3 separate regions of the Danio rerio genome follow, and all the other regions are linked to region 2. The links are chromatin contacts, called in public Hi-C and HiChIP or PLAC-seq maps. All regions are on one chromosome and are shown on one strand. Each heading gives the region's core, a stretch centred on a gene start, on an enhancer-like site or on the middle of the called end of the contact. The rest is flanking DNA. Distances are from core to core; before and after follow the strand shown. Region 1 overlaps raly (RALY heterogeneous nuclear ribonucleoprotein). Region 2 holds the start of cyc1 (cytochrome c-1). Region 3 holds the start of eif2s2 (eukaryotic translation initiation factor 2, subunit 2 beta).

What was found. Hi-C and Micro-C count contacts between places; a contact is called where the count stands out from the background. HiChIP or PLAC-seq counts read pairs in DNA pulled down with a chosen protein or histone mark.
Region 1: a contact with region 2 is called in an H3K4me3 HiChIP or PLAC-seq map of embryo, with 7 times the contacts expected there. The contact joins the enhancer-like site here to the promoter of cyc1 in region 2. A contact is called at or near these places in 6 of 18 Hi-C or Micro-C datasets (caudal fin, embryo, hematopoietic stem cells and 2 more) and 3 of 4 datasets of contacts at active chromatin or transcription factors (caudal fin, embryo and gastrula embryo).
Region 3: a contact with region 2 is called in a Hi-C map of hematopoietic stem cells, with 3 times the contacts expected there. The contact joins the promoter of eif2s2 here to the promoter of cyc1 in region 2. A contact is called at or near these places in 3 of 18 Hi-C or Micro-C datasets (caudal fin, hematopoietic stem cells and an unstated tissue) and 2 of 4 datasets of contacts at active chromatin or transcription factors (caudal fin and embryo).

Annotation. Positions count from the first base shown.
Region 1 is chr6:52,679,380-52,682,226 of GRCz12tu, forward strand. The region is part of intron 5 of raly (RALY heterogeneous nuclear ribonucleoprotein); the gene reads right to left. Among named protein-coding and RNA genes, the nearest start is that of eif2s2, 47 kb to the left of the region's middle. Within about 2 kb of position 1,277, at least 4 of the 62 cell types and tissues checked have an H3K27ac peak or open chromatin away from gene starts, as enhancers often do.
Region 2 is chr6:53,024,428-53,027,127 of GRCz12tu, forward strand. cyc1 (cytochrome c-1) reads left to right here and starts at 1,430. Exons shown (of 7, transcript NM_001037393.2): 1 at 1,430-1,577; 2 at 2,675-2,700. The coding sequence starts at 1,497.
Region 3 is chr6:52,632,035-52,634,734 of GRCz12tu, forward strand. eif2s2 (eukaryotic translation initiation factor 2, subunit 2 beta) reads left to right here and starts at 1,372. Exons shown (of 9, transcript NM_212675.1): 1 at 1,372-1,449; 2 at 2,352-2,529. The coding sequence starts at 1,435. It also overlaps a transcript of asip1 not described here.

The DNA.
Region 1 (2,847 bases), core at 27-2,526, 350 kb before region 2:
ATGCTTTTCTTACTTAGATTTTTTGTCTTATTTCTAGTTCAAATATCTAAAAACTCTTAAATCAAGAAGAATTTTCTAGACAAGCAGAACATACTGTCTTGTTTTAAGATATAATATGTCAAACTTAAGTGAGTTTTCCCTTAAAACAAGATAAATAATCTGCCAATGGGGTAAGCAAAATAATCTTATGTCAAAAGGAAAAACAAGATTAATTTGCTTACCCCATTGGCAGATTATTTAGCTTCTCTTAAGGGAAAACTCCATTAATATTGGGATATTATTTCTGAAAACAAGACAATATATTTTACTGGCCTAGAAAATGTTTCTTGATATAAGAATTTTTAGATATTTGGACTTTAAACAAGACAAAAAATCTAGGTAAGAAAAGCATTTTTTGCAGTGCAGCCGTGGGTCACGCTGATCACTTGACGCAGAAGTATAAACCAGGCTTTACATTGAATTGTGTAAATAGTTGCTTTGTAGTTGGTGCTAAACAAATGTATTAGATGGAAATCCTGCCCTCAATTAAATTTATCAAGAACATCCAATGAGATATTTTTTGAGTGTGGTATGATTTTGTTGGATTCAATCATCATTTTTGTACAGCCATTTAATTCCTAATTTGTTAACATGCATGGAAAAAGAAAGTCTCTATTAAGTGATTCAAATAAGCTCTAGTACATTTGGAAAAATGAAAAAGTCAATCTTTAAGCAAAGTCATCTCATGCTTTTTATACATCAGCTCCTCATAAGCAGAACGACTTAAAAGAGCAACTGAACCTCATATCCACTGACAGCACATGTCATTGCATTGTAGCCAAATTGACCGAAATGAGGCCACAAGTTAACAATTTGGAATCCAAGTCTTAAACCTATTGTTGTCGGGGATGGAGGCGATGAATGGAGTGAGAGAAGAAGACACTCTTGCCTTCAAAGAGAAGAAAGTCTGCTGCCCAGAACCCGAAAGAGAGCAGCTGGCTTCCCACATGCCATCTACACAGCTTTATTGACTGATCCGCAATCCTGGAGATCTAAATTATTGGATATGTTTGCTGTAAAATATCGACTGGAGTCAGCGTCGCCCTAAGACGGCTGTAAGTCAGGGAGCAGAGATCACAAGAGAGATATCAATAAACATGTCAGCTCATCATATGGCTGCAATATCCCTTACATCTGCAAACAAGTACATCCAGCTGAGTCTCGCAGCAGGGTTTCCATAGCTCCCGAAAAGGGACGCTGGCCAACCGCGCGCTCGCACAGCCAAAGTTTGCTTAACGGGTCATGAAGGGAGTTCTTGTGACACGCATATTCTCTCCTCCGTCTTTTTAGTTCTGCAGCTTACAGCTGTGTGTGAGTGTTTTTACGAGAGTTTCTTCAGATTCTGCCAAGTTGTGAGAAAATGTATTATGACAGGAAAAGCCGTGCGAAGGAAAGAAACACTGTGCCTGACTTCATTATAAGTCACTGCTGGGTTACGACACTAAAAAGTGCTCCGTAAAAAAGCCTTTATGGAGTTATGGCTTGAGGTCAGTCTATTTCAGCATGTGCAAAAGGGTTTTACTGGTTTACCTTACTATAGAGGGGTGAATCCACATTATCTCACCATTTACTCACCACTGTGTGGTTTCAGACCTTTGTGAGTTTCTTTTTTCACTTTAGTTTAGGTCACAATTCATGCTATTAACCTCTGGCTTTGTATCTGCCTATTATTAAGATAATAATGTTCATAAGTAGTTATAAAGTATGATCTTATTCTCTTTCTCTAATCCTACCCAAAATCTAAACCAGACTTCTACCTTAACTATTAAAGGTCTGGTGAAGTGCTTTGAAATTTGCATTTTTATTCGATGCTTTATGTAATCTCAACCAAAACACGAAGAGAGGGTTGAACATAGTGTAGCTCCTCCCCCTTAAAAAAAACCCAGCCAATAGAGGAATTACCAGTTTGTAAACCTTCAGGATGCAGTGAGGTTGCAGAAAAAACTGGGAGTGCTGACATTTACATGCCGATTTATGCTGACATTTACATGCTGATATCCGATGCGGTACACAGTTAGTTTGTCATTAGAGATAAGTTATACTGATTACATATTATATATTATATTTATATAATGCTTTTAGCATATTATAGCAGCTTGTCACCCAGTTATAAGCACAGTTATTTGGCGAAATTAACGTTAAAGTAAGCTGCGTTCGTTTGACAGGTCCATTTGCGATAGCACCCTCCCAATAGATATTGGATAAGACGAAATAGCCAATCATCCAGCCCGAATACACTGCAAAAAATGCTTTTCTTACTTAGATTTTTTGTATTATTTCTAGTCCAAATATCTAAAAACTCTTAAATTAAGAAGAATTTTCTAGACAAGCAAAACATGCTGTCTTGTTTTAAGATGTAATATGTCAAACTTAAGTGAGTTTTCCCTTAAAACAAGATAAATAATCTGCCAATGGGGTAAGCAAAATAATCTTATGTCAAAAGGAAAAACAAGATTAATTTGCTTACCCCATTGGCAGATTATTTAGCTTGTTTTAAGGTAAACCTCCATTAATATTGGGATATTATTTCTGAAAACAAGACAATATATTTTACTGGCCTAGAAAATGTTTCTTGATATAAGTAGTTTTAGATATTTGGACTTGAAACAAGACAAAAAATCTAAGTAAGAAAAGCATTTTTTGCAGTGTATACAACTATCTCAATGAAACTCCAAGTGATTTTACAAGAGAGAAGTCTTTGGATGCCAACAATGTTGTTCTGTCTGGTCTTGTGCAAGAAAAAATGGTCCATGATTACCAGATTCAAAACTATGTAGTGCTAAAAACCGAGGTTCTGCCTAACCAAAG
Region 2 (2,700 bases), core at 180-2,679:
TATAAGCGCATTAAAATAACAGTGAATCTTTTGGTTTGCATCAGTGGTTCGGAGCTTGAATCGAAATCACCAAGTCACGTGATTTCATTAAACGATGCTTTGCCGCTGGTGAACCTCTGATGAACCTGAACGATTTTCAGGTTATTCCCAATTATGGTCTGATACATCAAATATTATTTAAACATCTAAAGTTTCACATTAAAACAGAAAAAAACGTTTTGTCTAACAATCGATACTATGATTTTATTCACCAGGCTTTTATGGCCCAAACATTATCAACCACGTTCCTGGAGGACCACCAGCACTGCATGTTTTGGAAGTCTCTCCTTTGCCTGTCACACGCATTACAGGTCTTTCAGTCTCTGCTAATGAGCTTATGATCTGAATTCGGAGTGTTTGGTTAAGGAGATGTACAAAATGTGCAGAGCTGGTGGTCCTCCAGGATCGTGTTTGAGAAACACTGAGATAATAGAATATGAAGGTTACAAATGCTATTTGAATAGCCAAAATATGAAATTATGATCATCTGTAGCATTAATCAATGCATGAGATTTTGATAACGAGAACCAATTAATCAGTTTTTAACTGAAGATGATGACAAATTTAAAGATTAGTTTTATTATCAAATAAGCACAAATAAATTAACGAATAAAGGGTAAGCTTATAATCAAGTAAGCCTAATTATAATTTAGCAGTATTAATAATACTTTTCATGTCTAAGAAATTAATATTTCACATTCAAAAATATTTTCAGAATTTTACTAATTTTTTTATCTATTAAAACGATCTATATAAGTCTGAGTGCAGAAAAAAAAAGCTTGTAGAAGATTGTGTTGCTATGAAAGTTTTTATTTTTATTAAAGCATGATAACGTTTAAGAATGTGTAGAATATTTTGCAATACACTTTATAGCTACATGTGAAGAGTTTATTTGTGAAGTTTATTATTCTATATGAAGTGATAGGATAATAATTAGCTTAAATCATGTTTTTTATTGTAGAAGAGTTCATCTGCCAAAAAAAAAACTTACAGATGATATTATAAAAAAAATACAAAAAATTGAGTTAACTGTTTCTGCAAATTAACTTCAAGTGTGTAGCACTGCACATTTGACAATTTTGCATGTATTCTAGCCGAGTTAAAGTCAAGCACCCTGATCCAACTTTTCAAGGTGTTGAAAAGCTTCGTTTCTCCCATAACCACAACTTGACACTGCACGTTTAATAAGCTGCTAAATACACCTCCATCGTCTACGTGGCGCTATAACACAAACAAAACACGGTTTTGCGTTATTTTAAAATTAAAAACCGCTTCAATTTGACCCTAAAAAGCCAGTTTTCGCTGTGCAAATTAAATTTAAAATCCCTAAACTCACAATTTACCGTTTATAGCGTAATAAATAGGTTTTGTAAGAGCTTGTGTAAGTTTCAGCGAAGGGAGGGGGTTGTTTGGCTCTCATCCGGTGGAAGCGTCTTTCTATCCGCAGAGTCAAGAACATGGCGGCGCTCCGTGTGGTCGTGTTCTCCGGTACCGGGAGAACCCTCCTGAACACATCCAAAGCCTTTCATACTCCACGGGTATGGATCTATGTGGTGTTTTCTTATCTATCTGCCATATTTTCACAGTCCGGAGTTTCACGGATGTAAACGTTCGCCTTAATTCTCTGAATTTTCCCGGCGTCTTTTACCTACAGCAAGGTCACCGCAGCTGTGGGTCTTCTTACAATCGCATCTTGACATTTGTGCTTTTATAATAGTGTCTTAACGCATCTTAACCGATCAATAGTAAATATCATTCGCATGAAAGCTTGTGTAGTTCGATTAAAAAGAAACTACAGCTGATATTATTGTCTGAGGCGAGCTGCTGTTCCTTGAGTTCATCCTATGGGAGGTGACATCAATGGTATTTGACTCTTAAGACATCTGTTAACTTACATTATTTCTGTTCATTAAACATACGATGCTTGTTTTGTAGTTCACAGATGTGCTAATTATACACTATATTCCCTCCTGAACAAGTTTAGCGTTTAATGTTCGGTATGAATGTCAGAATGTGTCAATGATATCAGCATTTAAGATGGAAATAACTAAAAGTTTATGTATAATCAGATAATACATGTTACAACATGGCAATATTGCAGATTGACTGGTCTCTCTGAAGGGCACAGATTAGAAATATATAATTCGTGACCTAAATATCATACTTTAATGTTTATTATTCATTAGTTTGAAATCTTTGTGTGTTCCTAAGACGTTATTGACAGGTTTCAGATTGTTATAATTGGGTATGGTTATAATTTTTAATGTTGGTGCTTGTAATGACTTTTTCTATTTACCATGTTAATATTTGATTAATATCAGTATTTGTATTATAGAAGTTAGTGTAATTGTAAGGTATTTTTCTCATTGACTGACATTTAAGGTCAGGTTGTCCTTCGCTGGTTCAGATTTTGTATTGTTTTGTTTACATGACAGCTTGGATATCATGTTAAGAAAATAATATGTAAATTAAAATATTAATCTGCTTCTATTATTATAAAAGGATAACTTGTCATCCATGCATATTGAGAAGACTTTAAATCCATTGATGCAATAGGCAGTTTATTTAAGTTAGCCATCAGAATATTAACCATAATATAATCCATTTTAAGCATGTGTGTATGTGTCTTTTGTAGGCCAGTATGTCATTCGCTAGCCTGCC
Region 3 (2,700 bases), core at 122-2,621, 390 kb before region 2:
AATTTTGGGAAATATGTTAATAAATACAAATAATATGTATGATCTTTAAATTTCCTGTTCATTTACTCACTCACAGGTCATCCAAGATGTAGGTGATTTTTTTTCATCTGAAATAAATGGCTTTCAATTGATGTATTGGTTGTTAGCATAAGACAACATTTAGCCGATATAAAACTATTTAAAAATCTGGAATCTGTAGTTTAAAATAAAACATTTATTCAATTAATATCATATACATATTATTAATTAAAAATGATGTTTTGACAAATTAACAAAAGTAAATTTCTGAAATGTTTTCATAGAAGAAGAACTTAATATTCTGATAAAAATAAAATTTGAATGATAATAAAGATCGATAATTTAGACACATACTTTGTGGTCCAGAGTCATTAAACAAACAAAGCACAGCTGGGAGAAGAAAGAGAAAAACCTACTGATGTAATCGCATGTAACTCAATTGAAAATCCTGAACTGTCTTCTGTGAGGGTTTCAGAGAACAAAACCTTTTAATGTTATTTCCAACAGTTTCTCATTGCGGACGATATCGTAGATCAAAAGATGCAGTTCATATATAGAGACAAACAGGTGTTTAGGAAAGTAATGTTTTGTATTGTTGTTAGTTCTTGCTGAGAAAATAATGGCAACTCACCTTGTACCTCAGGGACTGTATTTATATAAAAAGCGAGAAGTTCTCATGCATGTGTTGTGCTCTATGACGCAAGATTCAGCACTGTTGTCAAAAGCAGACAGGAATGGAGGACGCAGGAAAAGGCTTTAGCTGTCTGGGAGCCAGGAATCCCACTGCAATTTTAAACAGATTAGAGGAATAAAATGGTTTGCAAGCCATTATGAGCATGAAGCAGGCAGGTCTGGTTCTCCTCTGGAAGAAGCTTTGAGGATATTGTTGAGGAGATTTGAAGAATGCAAGCGTTAAACTCTTCAGAGACGCCATGTTTACACCTGCTCAGGCCATGCAGTTTAGAAACCAAGTTGAGCATTATTTACCAAGATTTATTGTATCACATAAAAGTAATTCTCCCAGCACACTCGTTTGTTTATGCCAACTCCATAAAACTGTTTTGGTTTATGAGCTTCAAAATCTGATCAAACAAGGCTCGGGAGTTCTGCCATACTCCAGAGAGACAAAATAAGCCACGAGTTTCTCTGTGAAAACATTTCTGTCTGTTAAATGTGGGATTTTTTTCCGCCTGAGACACAAACGCTATGACAAAATAGGAGTCTCCTGCGTAGTTTTACCAACCAAAACTACAACTACCATCATGCAATGCGCTTAGCGCTATCTGACGCCCATGCGCATTCAGCTCCGCCCGGCCTGTCGCAGACATCGCGCGTATCGAGGAAGAGTAGACCGTTAAATTTACACTATTATAACGTTGACGTTTTATTCTTGGGTTTTCACTACAAGCCGACAACATGTCTGGAGACGAGGTTAGTGAACTGTCTCTGTTTATGAAGAACATAGGTTAAAATAGATGAACTTACACAGTCAAAAAGGAAGGACAATTGGGCCTACTAGTTTAGGCTGTGTGGAAACACATGTGCCGACTCGTTTTTTCTAGATCTTTTTGTCAGTAGCCTGGCTAGTTGCATATTAAACGTTGTACATATTTCAAATGATCTTGAGAGTTTATTGACAAAACGTAATATGGTACTGTAATTGGAGTTTATTCATGATAGCGCGTTTTTCGACAGTTACGATAATGTCTGGACGTTGTGATACAAGGGTTCTTTTACTCGAGTACCATGGTATTACTTAAGTTGTTTTTGACTGCTATCATAATGCGATTGTATTAATGATTATTTACTATGGTTTTGACATTTGTGTTTTATTTTGTAGTCGTTGATAATATTGATAATATTGTTTGTGGAAGCACCATGTTTTTAGACTATTCATACAATGCCTCTAGTATTTGTAAAGTATCATGTAAATACTATGATATAAGAATGTTTTAGTTCAATGCTTAAATAAACATTAGTCTTTAAAAAACTAAAGTATTATGGAATTTGCATTTCAGCACCCTGACATGTTTGAAATACTGTATAAATATTATGATGCAATACCTGGTCAATGAAGTGTTGGTTTCTGATTATCACTTTTAAACATCTTTATCCTGATACTTTACTTTAAATTGGGAAGTGAGTTCAGCCACTCCAGGTATATGTTATTCAACTTGTTTTATAAAATAATAAAATTACATCATGGTTGACATCATCTAATATAGTCTTAGTCAGATTAGTTCTGACCGACTGGTCAGTAGGCTTTTCTGGCCTTTGTTGCTGGGGTCTTCTCAATCTCATCTCATTAAACTCTTGCTTTTTTGTCCTTCCAGATGATATTTGATCCCACCATGACCAAGAAGAAGAAAAAGAAGAAGAAGCCCTTCATGCTGGAAGAAGATGGTGGAGAGGGAGGAGATGAAAGCCAACAAGTAGAAGCAAAAGAGATCGAGGCAGATGGTGGTGAGGAGAGAGAGTTTGATCTCGATGAAGATGAGGGGAGGAAGAAAGGTAAATTGCATGCCATTTTATTCTGCATAAATGTTCTCTGCCTAGTGTACCATGGTAATTGAGAGATGCTAAGAAAACCCAAAGCAATATTATTAACTATCTCTAGTCAGTGCCCAAATTTCTCCCCAGAATCTTGTCATTGCCAGTTTGATTTTAAATTATTAAAAAAAA